Regions from separate parts of the Sus scrofa genome. Here region 2 is linked to region 1. Evidence: chromatin contacts called from public HiChIP or PLAC-seq data. All regions are on one chromosome and are shown on one strand. The core of a region is the stretch at or near the end of the contact, and the rest is flanking DNA. Distances in the headings are between cores, read along the strand shown. Region 1 overlaps ZFAND3 (AN1-type zinc finger protein 3). Region 2 overlaps BTBD9 (BTB domain containing 9).

Region 1 (5,235 bases), core at 442-2,941:
TTATGGTTAGTAATAGTTTGTAGAAAAGCAAAAAATTTATTTGAAGGATGATAGATGTTTAGGACCAGCCCTGGAGTGCCTTTAGCCATCCTTTCTGAGGCTCACAATCCCAGCCCTGAGCCAGTGCTCATGCTCTCCTTTCTGCCCCTCCATATTCTTTTCCCAGTGATGCTGAGGCTCCCTCTGACACCTGTCTTTTTCCCAGTCATCAACCCATTCCTTTTATGCTGCATTAAAGTTTTTCTGGTTTCAGTGTTCCAGAGTTCTAAACTAACATGATAAACTGTGTTGATTTTTTAAAAAACTGCTTTATTGAGATATAATTCACATTCCATAAAATTCATGCATTTAAAGTTTACAATTCAGTAGTTTTTAGTATATTCACAAGAGTTGTGCCGCCATCACCACAATATAATTTTAGAATATTTTCATCTCCAAAAGAAATTCTGTACTCATAAAGTATATTGATTTGATCATCCTTAACCACATATTTTGTATAATAGTTGCTGGCTCTCGAATACCGTTAATAACTCAAAAGAGTGACTCTAGTGGTAGAGGTTTTAGACACTGTGATAAGGATATCAGAGATAATCATTTTGGTGCTTCCGATGCTGAGCTGCTCTGCCATGTAATTAGGACAGGCCCTGGATGTGGAATGAATGGATCACCTCTTTTGTATTTTATTTAGGATTAAGACACAGTTTGGGGGAAAGCTGGGCTTGTTACTAAGGGTTCCATGGCTAGCTAGTAGCTATGACAATGTGAGAGCAGTGATAAAAGGACATCTTCCAGAATTAGCGTGGTGAGCAGCAGTGACTGAATGCTCCTCCATGTTGTGACTAGTAAAGTAATTACCACCTGTACACTGCATGTTTTACATTTGTAGATCTTTACATGTAGGGACTTGTAGACATTTGTTATGGACTGTTAAAGATCCAAGGGAGAAAAATTATTTCTATGTATATCTTAATTTTAGCATTTATTTATTTATTTATTTTTAAAATTTATTTATTATCTTTTTGCTTTTCCTAGGGCCTCTCCCGTGGCATATGCAGGTTCCCAGGGTAGGGGTCAAGTTGGAGCTGTAGCTGCCAGCCGACGCCAGAGCCACAGCAACATAGGATCCGAGCCATGTCTGTGACCTACACCACAGCTCATGGCAATGCTGGATCCTTAACTCATTGAGCAAGGCCAGGGATCGAATCCACGACCTCATGGTTCCTAGTCAGATTCGTTAACCACTGAGTCCTGATGGGAACTCCTTGAGCATTTATTTTTATTCTTCTGATTAATTTTCTGTCTTTACCTGTTATTGTTAGAATCAGTTTATTTCGTTTTTGTTTTTGTTTTATTTAATGGACCTACCATATGGACATTTCTGGGCCAGAGTTTGAATCTGAGCTGCAGCTGCAACCTTCACCACAGCTGCAGCAATCCCAGATCCTTTAATCCAACCTGCTCCTCTGCAGTGACTCAAGCTGCTGCAATTGGATTCTTAGTCCATTGCACCAACAGTGGGAACTCCTATTTTTAATGAAATTTTAAATTGGCTTTTTTTGAGATAAAATTTATTTAAAATAAAAGTCAATGACATTTAAGAGTGTAATTTGGTAAGTTTGGGCATATGTATATAGTCGTGTAATCAACAGCATGATCATGATACATACTGCATTTCTATCACCCCAGAAGTTTCCTCATACCTCTTGGTTAGTTAGTCATCCTACTCCTTCATCTCTGGTTCCTGCAGCCACTGATCTGCTGTCATTACCATTTTGCTTTTTCTAAAAATTCATATCACTATAAGTATACAGTATTTAGTCCTTCATGTCTGGCTTCTTTCACTTAGCATAATATCGTTGGGACTCCTTTATGTTGTTGCATGTTCCAGTAGTTTGTTCCTTTTCGTTGTACGGGTTTACCACAATTTGTTGAGTTGACACGTGTGTTGCTTTCAGTTTTGGACTATTTTGTGTTAAGCCGCTATGAGCATTTGAATATAGGTTTTTATATCGACATATTCATATATATATTTTGCGTAAATACGCAAGAGTTGTATGTTTGATAGAGTATAGCAAGTGTATGCTTCACTATATAAGAAATTGCTAAACGGTCTTCCAAAGTGGCTATACCACTGTATATTCTATATTCCCATTAGTATCATAAGACAGTTCCAGCTGTTCCGCATCTTTGTCAACACTTGGTATTGTCATTCTTTTCAAATTTTAGCCATTCCGGTGAGTGTGTGGTAATAAATATTATGGTTTTAATTTGTGTTTCCTTAAAGTTTGTTTTTTAATGGATGTGGATATGTACTTTGTGACACTATGTTAAAAGCACCAAATGGGAAGTAATTTTGTGTTGCTGTGTCTTTTTTTTTTTTAGATTTTATTACCATTTTGCTTTGTAATCTTTATATTCTCAGAATATAATTTGATTCTCCACAATTAGAAGCACAGTTATTTTATATTTTAATTGGTTTTCTAACTGTCTAGAAATCTTTTAGATACTTAAAATATGATCAAATACTGTAATTCTTTGTGATTATACCTTATCAGTTAGGATTCTGGGGAAATAAAACCTTATATAAATCTTCAAAGTGATTTTTAACCCTTACCCTTTTCTCAGTTAACTAACAGATACATAATTGTATTTCATAAGTCATTCTTTTTTTGGTGAATTGGTAATACGAAAATATAGAAAAGAGAAGGATATACTCAGGTTTTGACATTTGATAGTTGGGATATATATAGCATGTTGAGGCATATTCTGTACAAGAATTGAGATTTTCAGCCTGCTAAGCTTCAGAGTATATATGTGTATATATATATATGTGTGTGTGTATTCAGTATATATTCATATATATTCAGTATATATATATTAATATTTATTTTTTATATTTTATTTTTTGTCTTTTTGCCTTTTCTAGGGCTGCGTCTGTGGCACATGGAGGTTCCCAGGCTAGGGGTCTAATCAGAGCTGTAGCCACTGGCCTACGACAGCAGCACAGGATCCAAGCCGCATCTTTGACCAACACCACAGCTCACAGCAATGCCAATCCTTAACCCACTGAGCAAGGCCAGGGATTGAACCCGCAACCTCATGGTTCCTAGTCAGATTTGTTTCCATTGCACCATGGTGGGAACTCCGCTTCATTATCTTTTAAATGGTGGTGAGGTGGAGGCAGTGGTGGACTGCTGCTGCCTGCTCTGTAATGTAGATATTCTCCTCCATATTGGAGAAATTGTATCTTGTTGCCAAGAAGTAGGGGAACTATTGGGTAAAATATCTGAGCAGCCAAATTTGATATCCTGTTAACATTTCATTGCCCTGAGGGAGCCTCTCCTTTCTGTTTGAAACCACTTTTTAATCTTTATGTAATGATGTGATAGGGTCCAGGAATCTTAACTTGAATGTCAATTAAGGGCCTTTGGGAAAGTAGGGGAGGGTGAGGGATACATCAGACTTGGCCACCCTCTAGTGGCTGCCGTGGCCATACTGCAATTTAACTGATCCTTTTCTAGTGTGCTTTAGAAAGGACCCGGCTGAGGGACTTGTCTCTGTAGAATTCCTTTCTGTTCTGCAGAGTAAAACATCTGGATTGATGAAAAACTTTTTAGTAAGGAGTTACTTGAAATGTCAACATTGGTTATCTCTGGGTAGTATGATTATTGGTGGTTTTATTTTCATAATTATACTTTCTGTATCTTTTGAATTTTATTCAGTTAACTTTCTGTGTTTTAAGCCAGAGAAATACAAAGGGAGACTCAGGTGCAAGAAAGCTCCTTATTGGTCACTTTTGTGTGCTAGGCACTGTTAAATAATATCATCCACAATCCTTAAAATACAGATTTGAGTTGCATTGATTCCTGTGAACAAGATTCTTAGCTTCATTTGAGGTTTTAATGGAATACTGGTTGTTAGCCAACCTTTCTGTGCTACAGAGTTCTTGCTCATGCTGCTTCCGAGAATGTTTTTTGACTTCTTCAGTCTTGCCTCGTAGAGTCCTCTTCATCTCAAACCATCACTTTCATAACCATCTCAGACATCACTTTCCTTCTGGACCACTCACTGTGCCTGTGAAGTTTCACAGTAAATATGTTCTGTGTTCCTATTAGTCTTAAAATATTTTTAGTATAGTACTTATTGCCTTTTGCTGTAGTTATTATGCGTTATGCATGTTGCTAATTTTCTAGCTTTGCTGTGCTTTTTAATATTCCATAGCCCCCAAACAACATTTAGAAAATACACAATTATAAGTATTCACCTAAAATTGTATGTTGAGAACTTCTTCCTGTCTCAGTTTGAAATTGGATTGTATTTTCCTTGTTTATTTTCATCAGTTGCTTGGAACTATAATTATTTTCCTAGAACCAGTATTTCAAATGATGTGTAGGTAGAGTTCCCGTTTTGGCTTAGAGGTAATGAACCTGACTTACTAGGGGAAGTGGGTTTGATCCCTGGCCTTACTTAGTGGGTTAAGGATCCGGCTGTGGTGTAGGTTGCAGACATGGCTGGCATCTCACATTGCCTTGGCTGTAGCATAGCCCTACAGCTACCTACAGTTCCAATTTGACCTCTAGCCTGGGAACTTCATGTGCCATTGGCATGGCCTTTAAAAAAAAAAAAAAAAAAAAAAAAAAAAAGGACAAATAGTGTGTAGGTGTGTAATCCCTAAAACCAGTTTCAAAACTTTGCACATTTAAAAACTCTGGAGACTTTAAAAAAGCCCAGTAACTTGGTCACACCGTATACTAATTAAATAAAAGTATTTGGGCTGGGAGCAGGCATCAGTGGTTTATGAAGACCCCCACATGGAAAGCAAAATTTATGAACCACTGTGTGATGCATAGCTGCTAAAGTTAAACTCATGCCATTTAAAACTGCTTTTTAGAGGAAAGTACCTTTTCTGAGTCAGGTGCAAAAGTGTTCTAATGGCCTAAGACCTATAAATAATGAACAGGCTTAATGTCCAGATATTTGCTGATAAAGTATTTTGATAAATACTTTGATATTTGAAAGTATTTGAAAAATACTTTGATAAATATTTTGATAAAGTATTTTGTTGTCTGTACTTTGCATATTTTTCCAGTTTACTCTCAGATGGTTCCAAAAAATATTCAGAGGGAGAAAATGAATGATAAGGCAAATCTGAAAAAATGTAAACAATTGGTGAATCTTGTAAAGAAAGAATATGTGGGAGTTCCTTGTATTAGTCTTATATATTTTCTGTAAAAT
Region 2 (5,497 bases), core at 497-2,996, 490 kb after region 1:
AAACATCGAAATCACTTATAAGCCATGAGAACTAACCTGCAGACACGGGCTGGAAAATATAACTTTTGCCAAGAACGACACAGATATTGCGAATGATCGATCACTCTGATCCAATCGAGTTCATCCATTGACACCTCAATGAAGTATGAGTAAGACCTATGAATCAAAAAGAAAAAGACAGAAAAAGTACCATATTAAAATAACACCACAAAGCTATATTTTAATAAAACATTAAAAGGTATAAAACATACACTAGTCACAAATTACATTTTTCTGCCTAACGACCATATTCTGATGATGATGAAATCTGCATGGCTCCCCCCAACAGAGCCTTCACCCCCTGGGTATTGAAATTCTCTCCTTGCGTGTCTGTCTACCTTACTAGGTCTCACGCTGCTTAAGACTAGGGAAGGTGTAATATTCACCTGCATATACCCAGGGTCTAGCATGATGCTTGGCACACATAAGGTATATAAGACATAACAGGACCAGAATGCCTTGCACGTACCCTATCAGCAGAGTAATAAAGCCGTGACAGACAGAGAATAGAAAACAGAAGTGAGCCTTCTCTCTCTACCTTCACTGGCCTGGGTGCTCAGCCCTGCTCCCTCAGGAGTTAAGCCAACCCAGAAGGGTTCCTCTCAGAGGCCAGCTTGTCTCCAGCTCCCTCCCAGCCTCCCACCATCCCACACATGGATGCGGCATGCAGAAAAATAAACGACATGGGTGAAGAGATAATACATGTTTCTTTGGGGTACAACTTAACATTTGGCAGCTAATAATCCGGCAGTAATGAAAACAGCCTATCATCCTCCCCTGGTCAGCTACCCTGGACCATTACATGCTGGTCCCATACTGAACAAATCTATATTCCCCTGTCATAAGCCGAATTTAAATTTGAGATGCAGTTATTACTTGTACTGTAATATCAACAGGAACAATCTCAGAAGATTTAGGTGACCATAAATGTCAGCCTGCAACCAACAGTTGTGACCAGAAAAGGTCAGCTTATTTTGTGTCATCCCCTCATTTTCTGCTGGTCCCCTCACTCCCATTCATTTTATCGCTCAGTCTCAAACTGGTTATAACCTTTTATTGAACCTCTCTGGGTTATCAGCAATGCCGGACATAATTTTACAACACATGTCAGAATCTTTTTGGCTTAAGATTCTGAATTTTTCACCTTTGCTTAGAATGATAACAACTTCTGTTAAGAAGAACAACTGGCACACGGGGAGTCCCCCATGAATGTAACACATATACTAAAACAAAGTGGCCTATAAATGTTTAACATCCTGGAGATGATAACTACCTTCGGTTTCAAATGTACTAATCTTTCCTTTTATTATTTTTATACTAATTTCATTCTTAATTAAATGAGTGAATATATGTAAAGCTTTTAGAACAGTGCCTACTATTATTAATCAGAGACTATTGGAAATAATATGTGAATTAGCTCCATTTTGCCAACTAAACATCATATTACATCCGACAAGATACATAGCAGGAAATAGACTTTTTTTTTCCTTTGCTTTGTTGGCGGCATACGGAGCTCCCGGGCCAGGGATCGTTGTGACCTACACCACAGCCATGGCAATGCCATCCTTTAACCCAGTGCACCTGGCTGAGGACTGAACCTGCATCTTGGTGCTGCAAAGGCACCACCAATCCCGCTGCACCAGAGCAGGAACTCCCAGAAATATATTCTTTATAAAAAAGAAACAGAGATAACCTCCAACACCCACGCACATGGGAAATGCTGACTCATAAAGCTTCCCTCATAAGGCCTGAAAGGCCAGGGTCATGGCAGTGTGCTAACGAGAGAAATGAACTAACCAGCAAAATCGACAGGGTCTCCTCACCACTATTAAGCCCTTCACGCCTGGACTCAAAGAAGCATGAAGAGGGCTTAGGAGACCGTACACCAGAGTCTGGGTATGTACGGTTTAGGTTAATGATAAGCATCAGTGAGGGAGATTGTTCTTGGCCACCCGACTGCTCTGGTTCTTCTACCGTCACGGCTGAAAGCAGCAACCACGGTGGGTGAAAATATCAGAGTGGCCAGAAAGGAAGGCAGGATCTTGAAGCCACTGTGAGACTGGTGGGTTCCTAGGCTGAAGCCCACCAAATTTTTTTTCACGTATTTCTTTTGTTTTGATAATGATATTCATCTATACTAAAAGACAATGTTTTCTTTATTTATAGTATAAAAGATGGTTTTAAAGTTATGATAGCATCCAAAAGTGAGGAATCAAGTAAATAATGGTAACCCATGTGGTGGAATACCAGATAACCATTACAAGTAACATTTTACAGGAGTATTTTTAAAAGAGTAGAATGTTCACAATGTATTAATTAAAAAGTGAAGTTACTTTTTATACATTTAACTTTTATAAAAAACTGTGTGGTTTAACAGGCTTCTGGTGGGCGTGTGTGTGTCTGCATAACAAAAAATACTGGTTAGATACATACAAAGATAACAGGAACTGAGATTACTAGTAATTTTTATTTTCTTCTTTGTGCTTTTCTATATTTTCTTCTTTGTGCTTTTCTATATTTTCTGTGTTTCCCACAATAAACACATATTTGTTACTTTTATAAGCAGAAATAAGCAAAAATGTTATTTTTTTAAGGAATAAACTCTCTAATTCTTCCCCAACACTAACCTTCAAGGGAAATAGCAAAGTAATGACAAAGATATAAACCATCAAATCTGTAAAACCAAAGCAGATGAGCACAAAGTGAAGCCACCTCAAATGCGTCTGTTTTTCTCCAAGTCATGCTAATGACTCACCGGCTATCTCGGTCCCACAGCAGGATGCGGATATGATTGATAATGGACGGCTGACCTAGCTTAATCTCGATGCCAGAACGGCAGTCATCATCAATTGGGTGCCGAGAAAATCCATGATCCAGATCATAATTTTGAGTGTCACCATCTAATAAGGCAGACTTCAGCTCCCCTTTTACCACCTGGGCTCCATACTTCATAGTTGCAATGTTTTCTTCTGGTACTACAATTAAAAAATAGAAAAAGCAAGGTTAATGGTTACTTATTAAATATTCCATATTTTGGGGAAAAACATAAAATTCTAGTTGACTCCACCGTGCGCATTTAATTTAATGGGAGAGAGGAGATACAGAGTGTCTGTGAGGATTAAGATACCACTACAGTTGAAATTTAATGATGCCACCACAGCCACAAAGTGCCTGGGACTAAGAAAAAGTTGTAAATACCAGAAAAAACATGCATGGAGGACAAACAAATCACCTCTGCTGAGTTCATCCTATTAGTAGCTTTAGTTAAATATCTATTGGACAAAAATAACATGTAAAAGGACCTGCACCTGCCATCTGAACAGAGCACAAAATATAAAAGCAAAGCAGACGGATCAGACCTCTTTATAAAACAGAAATAGGAAGGTTCCAACACAGCAGAGCTGTTCATCATATGTGGTTGTACTGAACCAATTAATCTGGTTAAAAAACAAAAATATGTTTAAAGGAAGATATATTTTTACTTCACTTGAGTAATTTTAAAAGTAAAAATTCAGTCTGACCTCAAAATTAACATTACAGGAACTCCCACTGTGACATAGCTGGTTAATGATCCAGCTTGTGTCTGTGGAGGCACTGGTTCGATCCCTGGCCCTACACAGAGGGTTAAGGTTCTGGCGTTGCTGCGGCAGCAGCGAAGGTCATAGCTCTGGCTGGGATTCAACTCCTGGCCCAGGAACTTCCATATGCCGCGGGTGTACCCGAAAAAGAAAAACAAAATACTATTATGGTTATAATTAAACCCCTCCCCTCTCCAACACTAGATGTACTAAGAGTCAGTTGTGCCTGGGACTCTGAAGTCCTCAAATACAAATTTTGCCTCTCAGATCTGGAACCTGTCCTCCGGGTACTAACATTCTATAACTGACACTCTCTCCATGGAGAGACAAGAAGTGGCATAAAGCGGATGTTAAGAGCTTGAGCTTCAAAGTCAGAATGTAAACAATGGTGCCACCAGATGTATCAATTTGAGGAAGTCACCTTCTCTGAACTTCCATTTCTCAATAGGGCACCTTCAATCCCCCCCAGGCGTTTCTGTTTATTTATTTTAAGGATTAAATGAAATGATGTTTTCAAAGCACATAGTAAGCTCTAAAGAAAATAACTGCCATTATTTTTTTTTTAAATAACACCAAGATAGCTAAGCAAGTTCACAGACTGTAAATAAATGCTGAATTCTCACAGAATATATACATCTTGGCTGTGTGATTTGGAAAGAGAAAGTGTGAGGTGTAATTAGGCTCTTAGGGAAAAGTAAGTCATTCATCATGGCAGATTTCTTGGAAAATGCTTTTTTTTTTTCAAATGAAGAGAGAGTGAGTAGCTCCATATGGTGACAATAAATGCAGCGAAAAAATGGGGTTGGGGTCAGTTTAGTTAACCTGCAAAAAATTAAGGCAACTCTGAAACCAAACCAAATCAAAACCTACTACTTACTCATGATCAACTTTTTAACCACTGGAAGCTTAAGTGCCACAGGCTTATAACTTCCTAAGTTCACCAGCTCACGGAAATCAGACATATACCTCCTATTTATTTTTCATTTATTTAACAAACTTTATGAATTCCTTTGACTTACTCTTTATAATAAACCTCTGAGTATAGGACGACTATTACATCCATTTCACAGACAGGGAAGTGGGGCAGACCAAGGTTAGATGGACTTGGTTGCCCAAGGTCACACAGCCAGCAAGGAGCCGAGGCGCTGTTAGAACATAGGCAGTCTGCGCCCAAGGCCTGCTCTGCTCCCTCCTTCATGAAGGGTTTCTGATGGGAAGACCACACTTTGCCCCTCTCACCAGCCCCTTCCCTCTAAGGTTACCTACGACCCAAAGGAAAGAAACAGTCTGATAATAGGTTTTAAAAAGTGACACTCAGAGAGTTCCCTGGTGGCCTAATGGTTAAGGATCTGGCATTGTCACTGCTGTGCCTCAGGTTGCTACTGTGGCAAGAGTTCAACCCCTGGCCTGGGAACTTCCGAATGTCATAGGTGTGGCAAAAAAAGGGGGAGAAAATGAGACTTAAAAGAGAAAAATCTCAGTTTGAAACTTAGGCTCTACCATTCGCTATCCCTAAGTGAGGCCTCTTAGTCTCTCTGAACCTGTTTTCTCATCTAAAAACAGTATTTTACCCGACCCGCCCACAGGGCTATTATAAACATTACACAACAAATAATTTACTTATATAGTACTTTAGCATATAAGCCATCAATCAGTCAAAACCCTTTTACTGAGGGCTCATTAGGACCAGGTAGCATACGAGGCACTGGGGATGCCTCCATGGACTAGACAGAGACAGGCCCTGCCTTCCTGATGCCTCGATCTAGAGACAAGGCACTTTAAAAAGCAAGCAAACAAAAGCTTCCACTTTGCGTTTTCAGGTATCAGTGATGTGTCGTTACAAACGTTTGCTCCCTTACTGCTGGGTACAGAACGTGGGT

What was found. HiChIP or PLAC-seq counts read pairs in DNA pulled down with a chosen protein or histone mark.
Region 2: an H3K27ac HiChIP or PLAC-seq map of alveolar macrophages shows a contact between it and region 1. The contact joins two enhancer-like sites. A contact is called at or near these places in 2 of 47 Hi-C or Micro-C datasets (embryonic fibroblasts and fibroblasts) and 1 of 2 datasets of contacts at active chromatin or transcription factors (alveolar macrophages).

The regions. Positions count from the first base shown.
Region 1 is chr7:33,577,515-33,582,749 of Sscrofa11.1, forward strand. The region is part of intron 3 of ZFAND3 (AN1-type zinc finger protein 3); the gene reads left to right. Among named protein-coding and RNA genes, the nearest start is that of ZFAND3, 200 kb to the left of the region's middle. Within about 2 kb of position 1,692, at least 2 of the 83 cell types and tissues checked have an H3K27ac peak or open chromatin away from gene starts, as enhancers often do. A contact at or near this core is called in alveolar macrophages, where this site is marked.
Region 2 is chr7:34,069,390-34,074,886 of Sscrofa11.1, forward strand. BTBD9 (BTB domain containing 9) reads right to left here. Exons shown (of 12, transcript NM_001243303.1): 5 at 2,795-3,014; 6 at 37-156. Among named protein-coding and RNA genes, the nearest start is that of BTBD9, 50 kb to the right of the region's middle. Within about 2 kb of position 1,747, at least 5 of the 83 cell types and tissues checked have an H3K27ac peak or open chromatin away from gene starts, as enhancers often do. A contact at or near this core is called in alveolar macrophages, where this site is marked.